2 separate regions of the Columba livia genome follow, and region 1 is linked to region 2. A link is a contact called in public Hi-C data. All regions are on one chromosome and are shown on one strand. Each heading gives the region's core, a stretch centred on a gene start, on an enhancer-like site or on the middle of the called end of the contact. The rest is flanking DNA. Distances are from core to core; before and after follow the strand shown. Region 1 overlaps EXD3 (exonuclease 3'-5' domain containing 3). Region 2 overlaps EXD3 (exonuclease 3'-5' domain containing 3).

What was found. Hi-C and Micro-C count contacts between places; a contact is called where the count stands out from the background.
Region 1: a contact with region 2 is called in a Hi-C map of liver, with 2.0 times the contacts expected there. The contact joins two enhancer-like sites. A contact is called at or near these places in 2 of 2 Hi-C or Micro-C datasets (crop and liver).

The regions. Positions count from the first base shown.
Region 1 is chr19:10,489,837-10,492,732 of bColLiv1.pat.W.v2, reverse strand. All of the region lies in intron 2 of EXD3 (exonuclease 3'-5' domain containing 3), which reads right to left. Among named protein-coding and RNA genes, the nearest start is that of EXD3, 50 kb to the right of the region's middle. Within about 2 kb of position 1,407, at least 2 of the 3 cell types and tissues checked have an H3K27ac peak away from gene starts, as active enhancers do.
Region 2 is chr19:10,454,634-10,457,486 of bColLiv1.pat.W.v2, reverse strand. All of the region lies in intron 2 of EXD3 (exonuclease 3'-5' domain containing 3), which reads right to left. Among named protein-coding and RNA genes, the nearest start is that of EXD3, 15 kb to the right of the region's middle. Within about 2 kb of position 1,531, at least 2 of the 3 cell types and tissues checked have an H3K27ac peak away from gene starts, as active enhancers do.

The DNA.
Region 1 (2,896 bases), core at 158-2,657, 35 kb before region 2:
TTTCACCTGTTGGCGAGCGCAGCCCCAGGGCTGAGCCCACCTGCAGATGAGCTCCTGGGGAGCCCCCAGCACGGCAGGGACCGCGGTCTGGCAGCATCACCTCCCACAGGGCACAGGCACAGCCTGGCCAGACCCTTCTCACATCCCCAAACCACCTCCTGTGCTCCGGGACAGCAGCACAGGGACACACACACCCACACAGGAGCAGCGGGAGACACAGTGGGGTGACACTCCAGCTCCCTGCGATGAGATGATGCCTGTCCCGGTCCCAGATCTGGTTAATAGCGACACCAAAGCAAGGCTGCTTCTGAATCTGTGATGTTAATAACAGTTATTTGACTGTGTCACCTAACTTTCTCCCTGTTATTTGTTCAGCCTGGAGAACAGGAGCTGAGGGGAGACCTTCTGATCTCTGAACTGCCTGAAAGGAGCTTGGAGCCAGGGGGGTCGGGCTCTGCTCCCCAGGAACAAGCACCAGGACCAGAGGAAACGGCCTCAAGTTGCGCCAGGGGAGGTTGAGGTTGGATCTGGGGAACAATTTCTTCCCCAAAGGGCTGTGGGGCACTGGAACAGGCTGCCCAGGGCAGTGCTGGAGTCACCATCCCTGGAGGGGTTTAAAAGGTGTTTAGTTGAGGTTCTCAGGACATGGGGCAGTGCCAGAGTTGGGTTATGGTTGGACTTGGTGATGGTGAGTCACCATCCCTGCAGGGATTTAAAAGGCGTTTAGTTTAGGTTCTCAGGGACACGGGTTAGCAGTAGGGTTAGGTTATGGTTGGACTTGATGATCCTGAGGGTCTTTGCCAACCCAAATGATTCTATGATTCCATTTGCTCCCTGCACTGGCTCCCAGTGACTGGACTGTGTAACAGACCCCACTCCCCCTTCGGGATCTGCACCCCTGCACAGTCCATTGATCCCAGAAGAAACGGGCACTGCGAGCCGCAGTGGTGGGACAGGACGGAGAAGAGCTGATGTCCAGGAGGACACATCCAGAGAGCACAGCACCACAGTCAGCTTTGGAAATTAAACCAATGTTTCTATTACAGCAGGAGATTTTTCTCCCCCGAGAGCACTAGAGCTCCTGTGCGGGAAGCAGCGCCTCCCGTCTTCACCTCTGCAAGTTCTATTAGCTGCTTAAGTCATGAACCATCACACTCGGCCTTTGAGACTATCTGGTTTAACATCAGCTTGCAAAAACTGCGTGTGAAGGAAACGCATTTTAAGTTTCCTTTATTTTCATGCCCATTTTCAGATCTCTGTCATTTCACAATGTCCATATTTCACTAAAATTAAAATAGCTGTGTTGCAAAACACAACCAAGACAAAAAGTTTCAATTAAGAAACCCGTGTTTTTCACAATCACGGCAGAAACTCCTTAAAAACGCATCTTCTCCAGGCCAAGACAAAGTGCTCAAAGACGCTGTGTGTGCAAACCCCTGGGAACGCATTGGCCAGCAGACTTCCCACCTATTCACCTCTCCGCGAATCAGAACTGCTTTCGAACCTTTCCGTTAACAGATGGATGGTTCTCTTGCTGTCCATACTAACCAGAGCAAGCCCCAAAACCCCCCGGAATTCGGCTCACAGACTGAGAGCATAGGAGCCAGACACCCATTAGCGGGAACCTGAGCCGCGGTGCTTGGGAACTGCTGGTTTCGCTCATGGTTTTTGATTTATATCCTATAACTGCAAAACTAACAAGATTCTAATGAAAAGTGGTGCATGAAGCATTTGTTTTCCCCCCAGGAGGTTCGGTTTATTTTCAACGGGCATGCTACTGATTAAAACAAGAGGTGATGGTTTCAAGAAGCCGGAACATTAACCTGTTCAAAATGCACATGGTCTAAACCAGTACACTTGTTTCTGTAGTTCACAGTTTCACCGTCTTTGTTTTGTTCAAATATATATATATATATTTTATTGGTCACTACTATATAAACAATAAACATATACCAAGTAATTGCATTGAAAGCTTTACCTTAAAAAAAAGTCAACTCTCTGGTTATTTTGCTTCTTTGCTGTCCCAAACAAATCACTCAAACCCTTCATGGATGTGAAACATGAAACTGTTTGCAAGTGGTTTTTGAAGACTAATTGGTACTTACTGTTCACAAACTAAATATCAAGGTGCACGGATAATAAATAATAAATACGTTTCTATACCGTTATCTTTACTGAAAAAGCTGGAAGTCAGATCTCATATATCAGACATGTTAACAAGTGCACCCACTAAGTATCTGCATTAGATTAAATGACCACTTTGAAAACAGTTGTATTAATAATACATAGGTCTGTAGCACAGTGGTTAAGCTTCGCAGCTGAAGAGCTTCCAGAATAATTGTTACTCAGCCATACACTTAACATTTTCTAATCTCAAGTGTATCTCACATAGTTTGTATGCAACCAAGAGTGGTTTTCATTGCTGCCTTTCCTACTCAGTGCTAAAACGCACCGTGGTACATCTGGGGAGAATGAGCTGAAACTCGGTCCCTCAGCACAATAAGGTCACTAAAAACTGAAACACTAAAGCAGAGCTTTTAAATAGGCATTTAAATTAGGAAATTAGTTCTATAGCCATAAAGCATTTGAACCGTTCTTGACAATGCAGTGGGGCCGCCAGTGCCTGAAAGTCCTGGACTCCGATCTGGCAGCATTTGCTTTTCAACATCGCGTCAACCCCGACTCCACCGCGCAGGAATTTAACCCCTCCAGACACAAACCAGAAACGCACCGGCTACAAATCACGGGAGGGACAATTTTAACACTTCCCTCATTCGAGTGCATTCAGTTCCTGCCTCATTGCTCCACTGCGCAATCCAAATGGAAAGGATCTCCATGGCAGAGGCAGCTCCTCTAGACTCGGGTTGCCAACTCCTTCCTTCTTCGCCTATATGCT
Region 2 (2,853 bases), core at 282-2,781:
CAGCAGGCATGAGCTACGGGATTAGTCAACTTCAGATTTGAGCACATATGTGATAAATTATACATTAGGTATACGTAACTGCATCTAATAGCTCCACTGCCCTGTTCTGTCCTCAGAAGAAAACCGTAAATCCAAGCAACAAAACGGCCAGCGTTCCCTTGGCAAGCACACAGCTTCTGAACTGCTAAGACACATTATTGAGATCATTACTATCCTGAGTGCTTAAGCAATTGCTTCAATTTTAAGCAAAATGAAGTATGAGCTGAAGTGTTTGAATAGGTACCAATATCCATAAAAACAGTATCTTTTTCTTCAGTTTTTAACTCAAAAACGCAACACCCACTCAAAATGCAGTAATGATAGAGTCTTATAAATCCCAAATAACAACAAGGCTCTTTTCTCTTTGTGTTTCCTTCTTCTGCAGCTGCCCAACAAAGAAAGAGTGCAAAGGAATGGAGCTGACCTAAGAACAAAACCCATTAGCTTTTGGAAAATTATCCTCTATATTGTCCCCATTGCAAAATATTTGTCTGAGGACAAAACCCAAGCTATTATATCTTAATAAACAGCAATAAAAGAAAATTGATTTTTCATATCATCTGAGTATAGCAGTATAAAAAGAACAGTCTTAACTATGGAGGAAGGAAACTCACGTTACAGTTCAGTAACTGTTCCTGATGTTTACACATCACTTCGGTTTAAAGAATTGCTTATGATGGGAACATGATGAAAGCTGTTGAGCATGCAGGGAGACAGAACCGAAGCCAAAAGAAGCATCTTTGCCAGAACTCTACCAGAAAACAGAATCACAGTGAGTTAGTTCGGGAGGGACCTCGCGAGGTTTCCAATCCAAGCGGCTGCTAAAGGAATGGTCACCTTCAAAGCTGGATGAGGCCGCCCAAGGATATTTTAGATGAAAGCACAACATAGTACAGTGCCCTGCAACATCCACATATACAGAAATGGTTCTTGCTAGCGGAACAGCCCTTTCATTTACCGCTGCTCTGGGAAGATTCAAGTTCCAGGCTGTTTTGAGAAGTTACAAGGACTTGCTGCCGTGCAGAACTGTGATAAACTGAGCAGGAAACAAACCTAATCTAAAAATCCATTAGCACCAAGGTTTGGAGAACTTAACTGGGTAGAACGCAGACCTGAGGACAGGAGACTGGCTGCGAGAGCCTGGGAAGGACAATCCTCCCAAGATCCACGTTTTATCTTGTGTTGGAAAGGTGTGCTCAGGCCTCCTAAGAAAAAGGCAGGCACTGACAAAAGGCCGGTCTGCAGGAAAACAAACACGGGTCCGGTCAGTCTGCATTCCACAGTCTTCAAAGGGAAGGAGGGTTTTTTTCCCCTTGTGCAAGGAACACTGCAGAGTCACCATCCAGAGAATCCAACAGTATCTAAGCTGCCTTAAACACGACCAGGCTGATCCTTTTAGCTCAGGCTGCGAATCCCCGCCTGGCCACCTGTCCTCTGAGAGCCAGACCAGTTTAACCTTACAGAGTTTAACTTGACCAGTTCCCAGTGTCTGCACACACGTTGCCAAGGATTCCATGGGTTTTTGCAAGAGCTTGGTGGATCAAGGGATGTGCCTGATCCAGCAAGAACAGTCCTTCCCAGAGCTACAACATCCCTGCCGGGCCTGCGACTGCTTCAGGCAGCCAGCATACAACCATCGCGGGATCCTAAAGCCTCTAAGGTGGATCTTCCCTTACTCTCTTTTGTAGCTTTCAGAAGTAGAACAGGATCATGCCACATTTTTTAAAAGCCAGACAAGCTCCTTCTGCTTGAAGACGCATTAGGATAAGCTTCTTTTAAAATCGCACTACTGCAAATAAGTCTATTGACAACTGAGGTGGGTTCTGCTGTGCTGACATCTGAAAGAGAACGAAGGGAGACTGCTGAGTGCCAGGGGTCTAACACACGCTGGAGAAAACGCAGGTTAGCACCAAAGACGTCGACACTGCGACCCCCTGCCTGCAGCCCGGCCGGGATGCTCTGCAGTCAATCTGCGGAACTAATTCATAACGCCACAGGACTCGGTTGTGCGATAAGGTTCAAGCAAAGGTTATAATCGAACAATGTAGTGAGCTGCTTTATTGAGCAGCTCTAACATGCACCTCTGAACCCTCATGTAGCTACCACGTAAGCATTGATACTGTAATAAATGTTTTCTCACAAAACCAAGTATAGAAATAATACCAAATTCATGAGTTTCCTGAGAGTAATTCCTCTACGCTTGGAAAACAGGAGGGGTCCAAGAAAGAAATCCTTCTCTGCAGGGGAGGGAGGCAGGAAGGAAGGAAACGTGAATTACATACACCTCTGGATAAGTCCCCCTTTTAAAAAGGAAGGAAATTAGAGTTAACTCAAAAGAGCGTGTTTAGCATCACCGCACAAGCTGGGGGGAAATACCCCCTCAGAAATGCTGGGTGAAGAGAGGCTGCAGGATTCCACCAGCAGAGCTGGAAGGGCCGTTCCTCACTCCTCCCATCGGCAGCACCACTTGGAAGTTACCTACGAATCAGGCTCACTGTTTGACGGTCACCTCTCCCTGTGTCATCCTACGCATTTTTGGAACAGGGCTGTTAAAAAACATGTGTTTTCACTTCTTTTCTTTTTAATTAAAAAAGCATAACTCATAACTGAGCAGAGACAAAGGCTCTGTTGATACAACAACATGTGGATTAAATCTGAAAGGAGAAAGAAAGTTGTTCTATTAAACTGACAATCCTGCACAGAGGGCTTATATCTAAACTGGTGTAATAAATCAACAGGAAAGATTTCACTTTGGCTGAAACAACCATTTGTTTAGGCAGGGAACAAGAGCATTCTGAATTTTCTCTGGACACT